Linked DNA regions of Mus musculus: regions 2, 3, 4 and 5 are each linked to region 1. A link is a contact called in public ChIA-PET, Micro-C and promoter capture Hi-C data. All regions are on one chromosome and are shown on one strand. Each heading gives the region's core, a stretch centred on a gene start, on an enhancer-like site or on the middle of the called end of the contact. The rest is flanking DNA. Distances are from core to core; before and after follow the strand shown.

Region 1 (2,700 bases), core at 103-2,602:
AATAAAGCTTACCTCTCTTCATCCAAAGGCACGGGTTTTCCATTATCAGCCACAAACATGTCATGGGTCCTCTTCAATGACCTGAACACCAGTGTGTGTACAGAATGCTTCTGTACCTCCTGTAAAGAGACAGCCAAAAATCACACATCTAACAAGAGACCCATACACCCTAATCGACATGAGAGTCATTATGCAATTTCCACGCTAAATATGGAGAAGGATATACACTCCTCAATAACTGTAACAAACTACAGCAATCAACAACGAAGATGAGAAAGCTCCTGTCTGGCCAGAGCTCTTAGAAAAGTAACTGAGTAATGCCTACAATGTGTTCAGTAGATATTTACCGAGCTAGTACTGTATGCGGCATGCAGTGTACTCAAGAGGCAACAGACAAAAATAAGCAAAATAATTCCACATTTTTGGAGGGTTCTATGAAAATAGGCAATGGGATGAGTTGGTGGGGGGAGAATTGGTAGATATAATCAAGAAAGGTTTCTCTCAGGTGATAAGCAGAGAGGGAGACAGCCTTACACGGAATAGAGGTACAAGCAGTGAAAGTGTGGGAAATCCCACTGCAAAGGTGTCCAGATAACTCAGAACCGCAGCAGTTGTGAATGCTGCGGAAGTGTGGGTTTCCAGGGTCGGTGAGGTTTAGACCTCTGCCACCACCAACATTTTTACTCTATAACACTGGAACAGAAAGCAGCACTGAACTACACTCCTGCAATGTGTTCGTTAATCCTAAGCACTTAGACCAGCTGGAAGTTATTGAATGAGTCCGGGCAAAAGATGTTAGGCTAGACTCGGAGGACTGCAGTGGACCTGGAACGCAGTGGGTGGGAGTAAGAAACGTTTGGGATACGCAAGAACAAACAAACAAACAAAATCAAGAACCGCACGCCTCTACTGCGGTAGAGATGAAATAACAGTGGAACTGACAAGACAGCACGGACTAGCATCCCAGCCACGGTGGGAACATCAGAAGCCCCGCCTCCCAGGAGACGGCCAGGTACCTACGACAACACACGGACTGCAGGATTCCCTCAGGCTTCCCGCCGACTGAAGCTCGGACTTGGGATGTCATCGGCCTTCCTCCCACCCCGACGTGCCGAGACCACCAGCTTTGACTACAGTTCCTTTCCCCAGATTCCCACCACTTTCATCCTACACTTCCGTGGGCAAAGCAAAGCTCCAGGGACAAACGACTCCCAAGTACCCAAGCATCACTTTACCTCCACCATGTCGCCGCCGTTTAGTCTACCCCTCCAGCAGCGAAGGAACTCAAATAATCGCCGCAGAAAACGCCGCCACTATTCGGCAGCTCTTTCCGGAGATTGGGGCCCGTCGCCGGACGTGACGCTAACCGCACATGCGTATTGGCAACCCGCCGCGCAGGGGTCGAGGGGCGGAGTCTAGCGGTGGAGGGCGGAAGCTAGGCGGAGTTGCGCGGAGCCTCTTGGAGGAGAGCGGGACTTCGGCAGCCGCTGGGCGGGACTGGGGCGGGGTTTGGGCGGGGACGAACGATGTCTCCAGGCAGAAGGGCGGGTCTCGGCGGAGCTGGGCGGAGTCTCCTGCCTGAGGGCGGAGATTTCAGCCGGAGCTAAGGGAGCGCGCCAGCCTTAACGTTTAGGGGCGGTACCTGCTTCCAGAAGCTTGGTGCTCCTTACTTGGAGGTTTTAAGCAAGCAACTTTTTCGTTTCTTTTCTTTTTTTCGAGACAGGGTTTCTCTATGTAGCCCTGGCTGTCCTGGAACTCACTCTGTAGACCAGGCTGGCCTCGAACTCAGAAATCCTCCTGCTTCTGCCTCCCAAGTGCAGAGATTAAAGGCGTGCGCCGCCACCACTGTCCAGCTTAAACAAGCAATTAAAAAAAAAAAAAAAAAAAGGTTGAGAACTTAAGTTGGTTTTATTTTATTTGGCTTGACGCTAAAGTGTTGAGGTTTTGTGATTTACCCAGGTTAAAAATAAATCTGTGGCTTATATGATCGATCGTTTTCAAATGTTTTCTGTATTGATGTAGTTGCTATTTGCGATCTTAAGGCGTTTTCACAGATTGTGCGTCTTCCTGAACTGTGGTTAAGTTCACGGATACCGTCCTCAGAATACTGCGAATACTTTGAGAAGGATGAAACGTAGCGCCGATACAGCAATGCTCTCGCTCGATTTATATTTTAATTCATTAAAAACATGAAGGTCGTGTTTTTAACCTGAAAATGGACATTTCTAGTCTTTTTAGTTTTGAGCCTTAACGTCAGCGCCATCTTTGTAGCCCGCAAGTAGTCATTTCTAAATGTGAATGTGAGTTTAGCCAAAGGATCTTATTTTCTGTAAAAGTGGCTAATGTTTGTGCACGTTGCAAGGAAATAGTAATAGCCATAGAAAAGAACATTTTAAATCACAAAACACTAAGGAAATGTAAGAAAGACCTTAATGTATCTATGTTAATATAACTACTAGACAACTCTCATTAAACTTGTGAGATACCTTAGTCATCCTGAACACAGCTTATGCAAGGCTCATAAGGGCAGTCTACTGAGGTAAACCACACTAGGTTTTACTCTTCTTACAGCTCTTGAATTAAGCCACCCGTGTGAAAATTTCCTTCTTAAATGAATAGCTTGGGTGATCCTATTATCTAGTCATGAGACCCATAAATCACACATATCATACACAGATCTCCTGTTCATATAGGAACCTG
Region 2 (2,700 bases), core at 179-2,678, 980 kb before region 1:
GTAAAAACTGAAACACCTAGTGTGGGCTGAAACATGTGTTGGTTTTGTGGTACTGTGACCTGAACCAAGAGCTTTGCATGCGATAGCCGGGACATACCATCGATTTTCTGAGACCCTTGAATGCAGTGAGGGAATTTCAGTATCCGAGGGGCAAATAGAAACCCAGAGAAGTGAAATGAAGAGGAAAAAAAGGGTCCAATGGGATAGGACAGGACATCCTTGCCAGGGATGCACCCAAGCAATCTGGGGGGGGGGGGAGTAAGAAATAATTGGAGCTGCTCAAGTTGGACAAAGCAAAATGACATTTCCATGTGGACATTTGCTTTTATCAAGTGTTAAGTATGGCAAAGAAATCAGGTGGTTTAACCTCATTTAGAGTTACATCCAGACAAAGAGATTAGGTTCACAGTATGGTATTATGAAGAGAGCATCCATCATTCATATTGTCCTTGACCAACATCTGACCTGCTATGAGACTACATTTTTTCCCATAGTCTAGACTGGAAGGCTCCAGAAGCAATTAAACAGAAGATCAATGTAAGCAGACAGGTGTACACCATCACTTCCTGAAGCTCACAGTCTCTGAGTTTCATACGAGCTACGTTTGCTGCACACAGCAAATCAACTTAAAAAAAAAAAAAACAGAGGCAGAAAATAAATTTCCAAGTATGACTTACACTACTTATTAATATTGTTAACTGGCAGGCGATCTGTGCCCTCCACTTCAACTACGTTTAGCAAGTGGCTGGCTCACTTTTGCAGTCTGATTCTGCAGGTCCATCTGCAGGGCTCTTGAAGGTCTAACCTAAGCTCTCCCACCTGTCAGGATTTGGACCGTCTCCACAGAGGGCGCTGAGCGCATTACCGCCACGCGGCGCTGAGGTCAGCCTCTCGGGTGTTGGGAGAGCTTTTTATTCTAAATTACAGACCTCGCAGCCACCGGATATCCTCGCTGCATAACAGGCAGTAGCTGTGCGGCTGCACTCGCGTTTCCTGACAACCACAGCAATATTTCCACTAATATCCTGTTCAAGGCCAAGCGCTGGGCTACGATTCATTCCCAGGACCCCTCCCCCCGGGGGGTTAGTGCCCCCACCGTGGCCCGGGTGTCATCGACAAAGAGAACCTCATGAAAGTTCACGACAACACCCTCTCCCCGTGGGCCGCGAGCCCCAGCCCCCAGAGTCAAGCTTCTGGGGGCCCTCGGGCACGTGCTGCGCGCTGTGAGCGTTCGCATTGTCTTCGTCCCTCCGCTCCCCGCCGCGTTCCATCCCCTTCTATCTGCGGAGCACACGCGCTCGGGAGCAAGCGGCGCGCCGGCGCTGAGCAGCAGTCCAACAGCTGCGGGGGCGGGCCCAACAGCGGGGGGCGGGCCCGGAGGCGGGGCGGGGCCAGGGCGCGGGGGCGGGCCCGGGGCGCGGCCTGGCGGCCGCGGCGCCACCAAACAAGAGAACAAGATCGCTGCGAGCGAGCGCGGCGAGCACCAGCATGGCGGGGCTCCGGCGCCCGCAGTCCGGCGCCTACCGCCGCACGGCCGCTGCCGTGAACCTTCTGCTGGGCGTCTTCCAGGTCCTGCTGTCCTGCTGCCGTCCGGGAGGGGCTCAGGGACAAGGTCAGCCCGTCGTCGGGGCTGGCTGTCCCCGCCGCCCCGCCCCCCCTTTCTTTTAGGGAACTGTTGAAATCTGTGAGGGTTCGCGGAGGAAGGGGACTCGGGCGGCTGGGGAAGACGGGCTGCTGCAGCCCTGCGACCGCAGCGTCCCCTCGGCGACTCTAGGCCGGGCCAGGAGCGGGCAGCGTGGGGCTCAGGGACCGCTAGCCGCGCACGCCCCGGAGCCTTTGTGCGCGGGCCCCTGCGCCCCGGGCGCATCCCCCGCTTTGTGTGGCGCGCGGGTGCCTCGCCGCGCCCGGCTTCCTGCAGCTTTGTTTCCCCCAGCCCGGTGGCTTGGGGGTCGCGCCGTGCTTGGTGCGGCGGCCTCATGCCCTGGTCTTGACCAAGCCCGCACGCCCTCATCTTCTGGACCCCGGGGTCCGGCTGGGCATTGTATTTGCATCCTCGGCTCACCCCTCGGGTGGCCTGCCCTGCGAGGGGAGAAGGAGACTTGTTTGGGGGCAGGCGGTTGGCACGAGGGGACGGGCGAGGAAACAGGAAGCGTTTCTTTGCCGTGCATTACAAACGCGGTGTGTTTTTTTGGTGTCCGTGCAGCGTTTGAGCCCTTGCCGAACGTGGTGGAGCTGTGGCAGGCAGAAGAAGGGGAACTCCTGCTGCCCACTCAGGTGAGGAGGACCGGTGACAGGGCGGGTGTGGGCGTGTGAGGGAGGAGAGGCCTGGAGGTTGCCGGCCTTCCCCCCAATGGCACAGGAGCGCTCGGGTCACTTTGCAAGGCAAATAAACGGTCGTGCCGAGCCTGAACACCTGGCAACGGTGGCTCTTCAGCCTGGCTCCCGCGCCATGTGACAGGGTGTGAGTCAGGGCCGCCCCAAGTTCAGAAGGTGGGTGTCCAGGCCACCTCAGCAGGGTTGTGTGTCTCACAGCCTTGCGCCTGGCTAGTGGCGACTTCCTTGGCTCGTTAGTGGGCCAGGGTGGGCGGAGGACTCGCTTCTGGGTCTCCACGGCTGTCTCTAAGCAGGCGGGTGTGGTGTGGATGGCAAGTGGCTGGAGGGTTGAACACAATGGGAATATTGATTTCATAAATGTTAGTG
Region 3 (2,700 bases), core at 90-2,589, 790 kb before region 1:
ATAAGGACAAGGGATGTGGAGCTGAGGGGAAGAGACCCCCTGGGTTTAAGGGAAAAATTCTGACTTCAAATCTCAGCTGCTATTTCTGATTCACAGGACATTTTCTTGTGAAAATGGGGGTAAGGTTGCTTGCTCTGCATCCAATCTCGCCTTGCCGAGGTCAAATGGGATCACAGGCACCCGAGGCAGGTGATTAACTTGTTTTAAAGTAGGGGGTTTCCCCTTACAACTGGAATATGGAGCCACATCTCCACCATGAAGCAAACCAATCTACGCTGTTTTCAGAATCACTCTGCGATGCAGCTATGGGATAGAGAAAGGGAAGTACTTAGCTTCAAAGCCATAGATAGAAGTGGGGGCCCCGAATCTTCCCCATGCTTAGAAGGGGGGCTGTTCTGGGGGCCAAGGAAAGAGAAACATATCTGTGCCATCCTTATCCATTCATATCCCAAGCACAATGCTGCCATTCAGGTCTGCATGGAGGCTGGTAGACTCTGTTATCAGATGCTGAGCAGAAATGGATCCCAGAGACATAAGGGCAGGGGGACAAAGTGTTGAAAAGGAGGAGAAAGAGAAAATATTCCTGAGCCCAAGTTGCAACCTCTGAGGATGGAGAGATAGCAAAAGAGTTCAAAAGATGTGTTTGAGGGAGAAGTGAGATTCTGAGATTAGAGTAGTTAGAGTTAGGACCTGGGTCTTGGCAGCCCTGGCTGTCTAGCCTATCCTTTTGGGCCTCGATAGGGTATTTAAATGATTATCAGTAGACAGCAGAAAAGTAGCTATTCAGTGTAGCCACATCAGGAAGACAACTAAATAATGAGGGTGTACGACGCCCCCATCCTAAGTTCAGCATCCTGTCACCACAGGTTTAGATTTAGATAATACAGAAAGAATCCATAAGTAGGCAGTTTTGGTCAAGGTGTGCTATCCCCCCGAGTCATTCAGCCATCATTGTCCAGGCCTCCAGTGTTTTCCTCATGGTGAACTGATAAAAACTCCCTGTGACTGGCACAGGGCTGTAATTTTTTAACGTTTCCTAGCTGGAGCATTCCAATAACCAAAGAGAGTGCGTCTCTTCAGAATATCCTCTTCCTTCCAGAATCCTTGCAGCAGCTCAACTCAGCCAAAAGGCGAGCTGGGAGGCAGCTTTCTCTTTAGGACACCTGGGGAATTCCCACACGGAGCCTCTGGACTTTCAGTTCTGTTTTGCCTGCCCTGTGGCTCCTGCCAGCTCTGATGCCAGGCTCCGTTCCCCTTGCAGACCCCTGTGGGCGGCGCTTGCCGCACCGGGGGCGGTGCTGGCGACCGGGAAGTTCGGGGCCCTGACCTGGGGACATCCCCTTCCCTCACTTCCAGGTCTTCAGTCTTCCTAGGCTGGTGCCCAGATGGCTAGTGGGCACGGGGAGCGGCGGCTGGAGGACTCCTAGGTAGGTGGATCGGTCCTGCTGCCGGGTTGCTGCACCCCTCCCCGGACAGGGTCGAATCGACCGGGGCGGCCGCTGTGCTGTGCGGGGACCTGGTTTCCAAAGTGAAGCACCTGCGCCCCCAGCCGGGCGGATCAGCTTTGGGGCCAGATGTTTGTTTCCTGCTGTGATCCCTGCAGGAAGAGGGACACCCAGGGAAGAGGGGGCCACCGGAGAGCTGCAGCCACTGTCCCAGAGCCCGCGGCTGTGTGATCTGCGTCTTTACAGCCTTTCTGGCCCTGGGGTCACAGAAGGGAGTGTCTGTAGTGTCTCTGAACCCTGGGAAGCTAGGGTGAACGGTGACGCTGTCCCAACTTACATCCAGTCCACCCCTCTCTTGTCCCCAGGCTCCGGGCAGGCGGTCACTGGCAGGAGATGTGTCCGCAATCATAGTTTCTGATGGTGAAGGTTGGACGGCAGTCTCTGCGACCTAGAAGTGGAAAAGATGTCGTTCAAGGAGGTGCGGACTGTTTCCTTCTGACCAGGATCTTGTTTCTGAGTGTAGGGGCTTCACTTCTCTGCTTTTCGTTCATCTCTGGAGCATCCGAATTGCATCACCGGTCAGAAAACAACTTACCGAAACCTCAGACAAAGCGTGAGTGGAGTCTTTTAATAAGTATCTTATGACTTCTTCAGTCCTATAAACGAGAACCTTGTGTTTACATCTTAGATGTCAGGAAAAGGCTTTTCTAGTTTCAAAAAGGAGAAATATTATTTCGGGTGTAAAACGCTCAGATTGCCTGGAGGCTTTTGATCTGACAGAAAGTTCTTCAGCAAAGAGCAAATGGTAGGTAAGGTGGCTGGACTCAGACGGAGAGACCCTTTTCCTCCCCAAAAGGGAAATATTATGAGTACTGGAAAATATCTTATTTCACTACACTCGAAGTTTTTTGTTGTTTTTTTGTTTTTTTGTTTGTTTTGTTTTTGTTTTGTTTTGTTTTGTTTTTCTGTTCTAAGCAAAGAACACTTGCACCTTAAACCTTTAATTAGTGAATACAAAAACTGCCAGGCATTGACAGTATGTTTTGGAAGTTTCTAAGCTACCAAGTTTTTGTTTGTTTGTTTGTTCTAAATTTATAAGTTAACATTTAACGGGATAAGTGCCCAATGAAAAATCACCCTCCCATTTAAAGAAGTGAAGCTTAAGGGAGAACACTTAACATAGGGAAACAATTCAGAACGTTCATAATGCAACGATTGGAAGCCTCCACATATTAATTATATTGAATAGAAGGTA
Region 4 (2,700 bases), core at 154-2,653, 840 kb before region 1:
ACTCCCTGTCTGCAGTCACATCTTCAGCAGAAAGGCCCTCAGAGAGCCTTGAACCACCAGACTTAGAATTGCCACGCCTTTAATGCCAGCACTTGGAAGGCAGAGACAGGCAGATTTCTGAGTTCAAGGCCAGCCAGGGCTATACAGAGAAACCCTGTCTCGAAAAAACAAACAAAAAAAACCAAACAAACAAAAAAAGAATTGCCGTGTGGACTCTGCCATGCTGTGTTCTGCTCTTAAACCTTCCTCCTTGAACCCTCAGGTCTGTATCCACCCGGAGGCCTGTGGCCTTCCCAGCCAGTGTGTCTGACCAGCAGCTTCAACTGCCCAGTGGAGAACGGTGCCCCAGGGGTGTCTCAGGAGCCCACCTCCATCCCTGACAGGTAGGCCCCACTGCTCTTATACAGCTCCGCTTGGCAACTAGAGCCGGAGCTGGAGCTCAGGGCAATCCCAGATACTCGGACTATGCCTGGGAGCTTTGTGTTTTCTGCCTTCTGGAGTTACACTGTGCTGTCCAACAGCAGCCGCTGTGAGGAACATGAAGTCAGAGCAGTACAGCTGGTAGCCCCACCTGGCGTTCCCCTATAGGTTGAAAGCATGATTTCATACGTGGAACAAATCTGAAGTGCTCCTATTACCTTCTCCCGGGCAGATCTTTATTTTCCTGTGGCTTATTCTTGAACACACTTACAAACTGAAACGGATCAGAAATCTGATATCAGCAAATTGTTACACAATAGCGGTTGCTTCAGTCTGCCATACTATTGTTACTCAGTGAGGGGACCTGGCAAATGTCAGTGTCTGATGTCACAGGACCCACTTGACGGCTCATTGTAACAGTATCCCCACCTTATTTATTCCTGTAATGCACCGCAGCCTGCAGTGACCGCAGTACCAGACAGGTTACAGTGCTGACCTTTCCAAGCTGGATGCTGCTTGTAATCTGGGGACAGCTGGACATTTGATTAGCAGGAGCAGCATGACAGAGCTCTTCAGGTGTATACTGGGGCACTGAGGGTCCCCTTGTCTTCCCATGGTGCTAATACAGCTGCGCCAGATTCCGTGTCTAGCTAACAGATGCGGTTTGGAAGGCAGCGTGCCCTTGACCCAGCCAACTGTCCTGCAGGTACAATGTCCTTGGCAAGAAGCTAAGCCTCTGGCTCTGACTTGACAGAACACACTGCTTATGTCCCTATCCTGGAGACTTGCAGATGAGGATGCAGGGCAGTAGAGCCATTCCTCTGTCTTTACTCCTTTCTTGGCGTGCTGTACTTGAAGCTAGTCCTTGATTTTTGTTTGTTTTTTTGTAGCAGTTTCATTGATTGGAGTGCATCCTGCGAAGGCCAATTTCCCAGTGTGTACTGCCCTCTGGAACTGAACGATTACAATGCCTTCCCAGAAGGTAAGGCACTCGGTCATTGCCAATGCACTCTTGCATTCTCAGAAGTCAAGCAAGGTGCCTGTGCACCTAACAGTGTGCAGCCTGGATGATCCTTGAGGGGGCTGCTACTTGGATCCACTTGTGCACATGGGAAGAGGCAATTTCAAATGGACCCTCCCGGCAGCCCTTGCTCTGGTGTCTGGGGTCTTCTGTGTGTAACCTCATCCCACTGCGTCCTGTAAATTAGGTTGAACTGAGTCACTTATGGCTCTATAGCCTGAACAGGGCAGCTGTTTTATTGGAGAACAGGGCCACAACTTCTCAGCAGGAGACTCTCCTATGGGATAGACTCATTCTTCAGCGCGTCCCGACTTTACCCCTGGGTCTGGGGAACCCTGAAGGAGGGAACCAAGCTTGGGGCAGGAATAGTGGGCACATACAGGTGCTCCATCAAAACACGTGTGTTACAATAAGTATTAAGAGCTGGGGAATTCCCCGAGTATCTGGAAACTGCAGGATACAGCTGGGCCAGCATTTCTCTTGGCTGGCACTGCCCTTCCCAGCCACGTGTCCGGTGTTGATTCTGACACTGCGTTATAGCCAGCTAACCACAAGAGGGAGCTACAGCAGCTGTCCCCCTAGGATTAAAGCTTTAGTACTTGTAAGTGCTTTATGGGGCCATGTGATCTATATGCAGGTTGATGAGGGTGAGGAGGGCTGGTAATTAACAAAATCGAGAGCACGTAGCTGGGAGGTGTATCCAAGAATGCCTGAGCCCCGAGGGTTCCATCCGCACCTGGCCCTGAATGTTGTTGGGTTTGAGGGGAGGGAAGAAGTTTGGCACTGTCCACTTCTTTAGAAATACTCTAACCTCTGTGTTAGAAGTATCCCCATGTAATGAGTGAGCACAGACATGCAGCCCTGCCGGGCGCTCTGTCTTAGCATGCAGATTGCACTCAGGGTTAGGGCCGCCTTTATCCTCCACTGAGAATTCAGCACCTCACCAACAGTTTTTCTCCCATCCCTCACAGAAAACATGAATTATACCAATGGCTTCCCCTGCTCCTCGAAAGTTCAGACGGACTTCATTGGCCACAGCACCCCCTCTACCTGGAACACTCCGGCCAGCATGCCCGCTGCCTGGGGCCATGCCAGTCTCGTCAACTCTCCAGTGAGTGTCGCCCTTCCTGTTCCCCTGCACTGCTCTCTCTTCCTGTGCTCTGCTCGCTTCAGCACAGAGTGCAGGTCAGGCAGACTGATGGGATTCATATACAAGAGTAGTGGCCGCCTTCTGAAGGCTGTAATGTGGAGACAGGCAG
Region 5 (2,700 bases), core at 23-2,522, 730 kb before region 1:
AGGTATTTAAATTGGCTCACTAGACTACAGGGCCGGTGGTTGGTGTTTGCCTGAGAAGGAGGACTGGGAGCTGAGGCCCTAGGTCATGCTGTTTGAGCCTATTTTTCATTTGGTCAGTGAATTATTCACCTAACAAGTCTATACTGAGGACTTGCCATTTGCTAGACTCAGTTCTGGATACTAGGAAGCCAGCAGCCAACAAATATGACCAGGAGCCAGCTCTTTTGAACCTTTGATGCTGATGGAGGTTCTCAGACAATGCACAACCAGACATGCTAAAGGTGATTAGGGGGAAAGAGAACAGGCTGAGGTTTAGAGCTGTGGGGAATTATCATATATAACCTTGTCAGGCCGGGCATTGGTTTTAATCCCAGCACTTGGGAGGCAGAGATAGGCAGATTTCTGAGTTCGAGGCCAGTCTGGTCTACAGAGTGAGTTCCAGGACAGCTAGGACTATACAGAGAAACCCTGTCTCGAGAAAAATAAACAAACAAACAAACAAACAAACAACCTTATCAGTAGCTACTCCAGTCTTTCTTTATGTCCCCAGCTCTGTGAAGTCTAACTGAAAGCAGCAATCAGTTCTCTAAGACCAGCTCAAAGGAACACCCTCCTGCCACGCTCCCAGCTTCTCCTGCTCTTTTCCTTACATCAGGAGCAGTCTTTTGTGGCCAGTCTTCCACTTTCAGTGGGATACTTTTGTCCTTATTTTAAGGATTCAGGCTCCAGAAGAAAAGCCAGTCTCTGATAGTTTCAATATCTCGCCTGTACATATAGTTCTAGTGTGGGCCAGCGCAGAAGAACTGTCCCATGAGCAAACACAAAGATTAGACTGAATTTTCAGTTCCCACCAATAGGAGGCAAGAACTAGCCCGGAGAAACTTCAAGTATCAGCATCATCAACTCCCTGGAGGTAGGCCCCACCACATAGGTTTGAATCCGAACCTTGGGGCAGAGCCCAGCAAGTAACCCTTTAAGGTGACATCTAGTGACTCAGAGCACTCTTAGATTGATTACCTCAAGGCGGAAGGAGAAGGTGGAAGTACAGTGCCTCGCCTCTCTTTTACCCTGAGCCAGTGGGAACTGGTGGGAACAGATAGGGAACAGCCTGGGAGAGAGGATGAAGAGAAGGAAGAAAGCCCGGAGAGAAGGAGGAACGAGAAAGGGGCCATTTCCCAGAAGGTCCGGAGACCCTGCCTCCGTCCGGGGCCGGCTTACATCCCTGTGGGCGGAGTCTTGGAGAACAGACCGCGTCTCGCGCTTGCGGGGCCACATCCTCAGGACTCGTGCGGGGTCCCTGGCTCTCACCCCGCGGGTACCTGCTCGAGCTGCGGGGCTACCTCCAGCACGGCCGCCGCTTTGAGCTCCGCCATGATCGTCGCCGCGTCGGATCCCCGCCGGGAGAGTGTAGCAGAGTCCGCGTTGGAGCCGAGCTGACAGTGGCCGGGCGGGTGGCCTGGCTGTGGCTGCAGTGGTACCTCCTCCGGAGCCCAGGTCACCATGCACTGCGCACCTCCCTAGCGTAGTGAGGGACTCCTCAGTGTGGCATGGGCACGTTCTGCGGGTCCTCCTACATGATGAAAGGTCCTGCGTCCCACCACGCCCTGTACTCTCTGCTGGAACCAGAGGTGACTGGGCTGGAGGAGGGTCCGGAACAGGTAGGAAGAGGGGTGGGGAGTTCAGAACCAATGGATCGGAGTGGGCAAGGGGGCAGTGGTGGGGAAGAGGGAGGGTAAAGGAAGAGTAAAGGGAGAGGGAGAACGGTGTGCTGAGGATAAGGCAAGGGAGGAGGGCGACCAGAGGGCATGAGAAAGGAAGAAGGGCGGAGGAGGGAAGAGAGGAAGAGGAAGGAGAGGAGGAAAGAGTAAGAGGAGGACAGGGACAGCAAGGTAGAAGAGTAGGAGAGGAGGAGGGAAAAAAGGTAGGAAGAGAGGAGGAGAGCACAGAAGAAAGGAAGGGAAGAGGAGGAAGGAAGAGGAGATGAGCAGAAGACTGGAAGAAGCTGAGGGAAGGGGTTGATAGACAGAAGGAAGGAGGGGGAGGCAGAAAGAGGTTTCCTTTTTAGCTCTCTGGTAGAGGGGGTCCATTAGGAGAACAGAGTCTGGTTGGCAGCCCACACGATGAGCTTGGAGCTTTCTTGTTTCCCGGGTCCACTGTTCCTCCACCTTCAGTACTTTCAAAGATAACAAAGCTGAGAAGTCCCGCAGGGAAGAGTATGCAGAACTTTATGGTCCTCAGGGTGGTGCTCCAGGACCTGTAGGGTCTCTTGGGAGACCACTCACAACGTACCTTTGCCCTCTACCTTCAGAGGGCACCTCTCTCCTAACATCAAGTGTAGATTTACTCAAGCATACAATGAAGAAACACCCAGTCAATCATCCAGCCTATAGGATGTGCCTTTACGTCATCACCCACAAGATGTTACTACCGTAGATCAAATGACCAGCTAGATGGTCACATCTCTGCAATCAGGAAACTTACTTCCTAGCAGAGGATAGGGACAGACGCAGGTTCAAGGACCACTTGTGAGGATCAGTGTGCATGCCGGGAGCTTGGCTCTATCAGAAAGGCTACAACAGCTCTCCACTTCTGGACCCTCCCTGAGGTGCTCTGGTACAGGAGATGTTGGCCAGGACATGAGAATTTCTATTTGTAACAGGGTTCCTGGTGATGCTGCCGCTGTTGACTATCTCCAGAGAT

The links. Promoter capture Hi-C pulls out the DNA fragments that hold promoters and counts their contacts. Hi-C and Micro-C count contacts between places; a contact is called where the count stands out from the background. ChIA-PET counts read pairs in DNA pulled down with a chosen protein or histone mark.
Region 2: a Micro-C map of embryonic stem cells shows a contact between it and region 1, with 9 times the contacts expected there. The contact joins the promoter of Tmem131l here to the promoter of Plrg1 in region 1. A contact is called at or near these places in 5 of 39 promoter capture datasets (the 3T3-L1 cell line, 3T3-L1-derived adipocytes, cranial neural crest and 2 more), 1 of 484 Hi-C or Micro-C datasets (embryonic stem cells) and 1 of 9 other capture datasets (adipose tissue).
Region 3: a contact with region 1 is called in a promoter capture Hi-C map of 3T3-L1-derived adipocytes, with 4 times the contacts expected there. The contact joins the promoter of Tlr2 here to the promoter of Plrg1 in region 1. A contact is called at or near these places in 10 of 39 promoter capture datasets (the 3T3-L1 cell line, 3T3-L1-derived adipocytes, the C10 cell line and 7 more).
Region 4: a promoter capture Hi-C map of liver shows a contact between it and region 1, with 2.4 times the contacts expected there. The contact joins the enhancer-like site here to the promoter of Plrg1 in region 1. A contact is called at or near these places in 7 of 39 promoter capture datasets (the 3T3-L1 cell line, the C10 cell line, cranial neural crest and 4 more).
Region 5: a contact with region 1 is called in an RNA polymerase II ChIA-PET map of memory CD8 T cells, with 12 read pairs. The contact joins the enhancer-like site here to the promoter of Plrg1 in region 1. A contact is called at or near these places in 4 of 39 promoter capture datasets (the 3T3-L1 cell line, the C10 cell line, cranial neural crest and 1 more) and 4 of 115 datasets of contacts at active chromatin or transcription factors (the 230-238 cell line, embryonic stem cells and memory CD8 T cells).

What each region holds. Positions count from the first base shown.
Region 1 is chr3:83,054,190-83,056,889 of GRCm38.p6, reverse strand. Plrg1 (pleiotropic regulator 1) reads right to left here and starts at 1,352. Exons shown (of 15, transcript NM_016784.3): 1 at 1,236-1,352; 2 at 13-119. The coding sequence starts at 1,244.
Region 2 is chr3:84,038,889-84,041,588 of GRCm38.p6, reverse strand. Tmem131l (transmembrane 131 like) reads left to right here and starts at 1,428. Exons shown (of 35, transcript NM_172681.4): 1 at 1,428-1,612; 2 at 2,204-2,274. The coding sequence starts at 1,489. It overlaps Gm30352 (a long non-coding RNA gene), which reads right to left and starts at 1,368. Exons shown (of 4, transcript XR_867387.3): 1 at 678-1,368.
Region 3 is chr3:83,840,247-83,842,946 of GRCm38.p6, reverse strand. Tlr2 (toll-like receptor 2) reads left to right here and starts at 1,339. Exons shown (of 3, transcript NM_011905.3): 1 at 1,339-1,427; 2 at 1,811-2,058.
Region 4 is chr3:83,899,029-83,901,728 of GRCm38.p6, reverse strand. Tmem131l (transmembrane 131 like) reads left to right here. Exons shown (of 35, transcript NM_172681.4): 32 at 263-383; 33 at 1,311-1,402; 34 at 2,413-2,552. Among named protein-coding and RNA genes, the nearest start is that of Tlr2, 59 kb to the right of the region's middle. Within about 2 kb of position 1,403, at least 28 of the 459 cell types and tissues checked have an H3K27ac peak or open chromatin away from gene starts, as enhancers often do. A contact at or near this core is called in liver, where this site is marked.
Region 5 is chr3:83,788,528-83,791,227 of GRCm38.p6, reverse strand. It overlaps the pseudogene Gm7115. Among named protein-coding and RNA genes, the nearest start is that of Sfrp2, 24 kb to the right of the region's middle. Within about 2 kb of position 1,272, at least 133 of the 459 cell types and tissues checked have an H3K27ac peak or open chromatin away from gene starts, as enhancers often do. A contact at or near this core is called in embryonic stem cells and memory CD8 T cells, where this site is marked.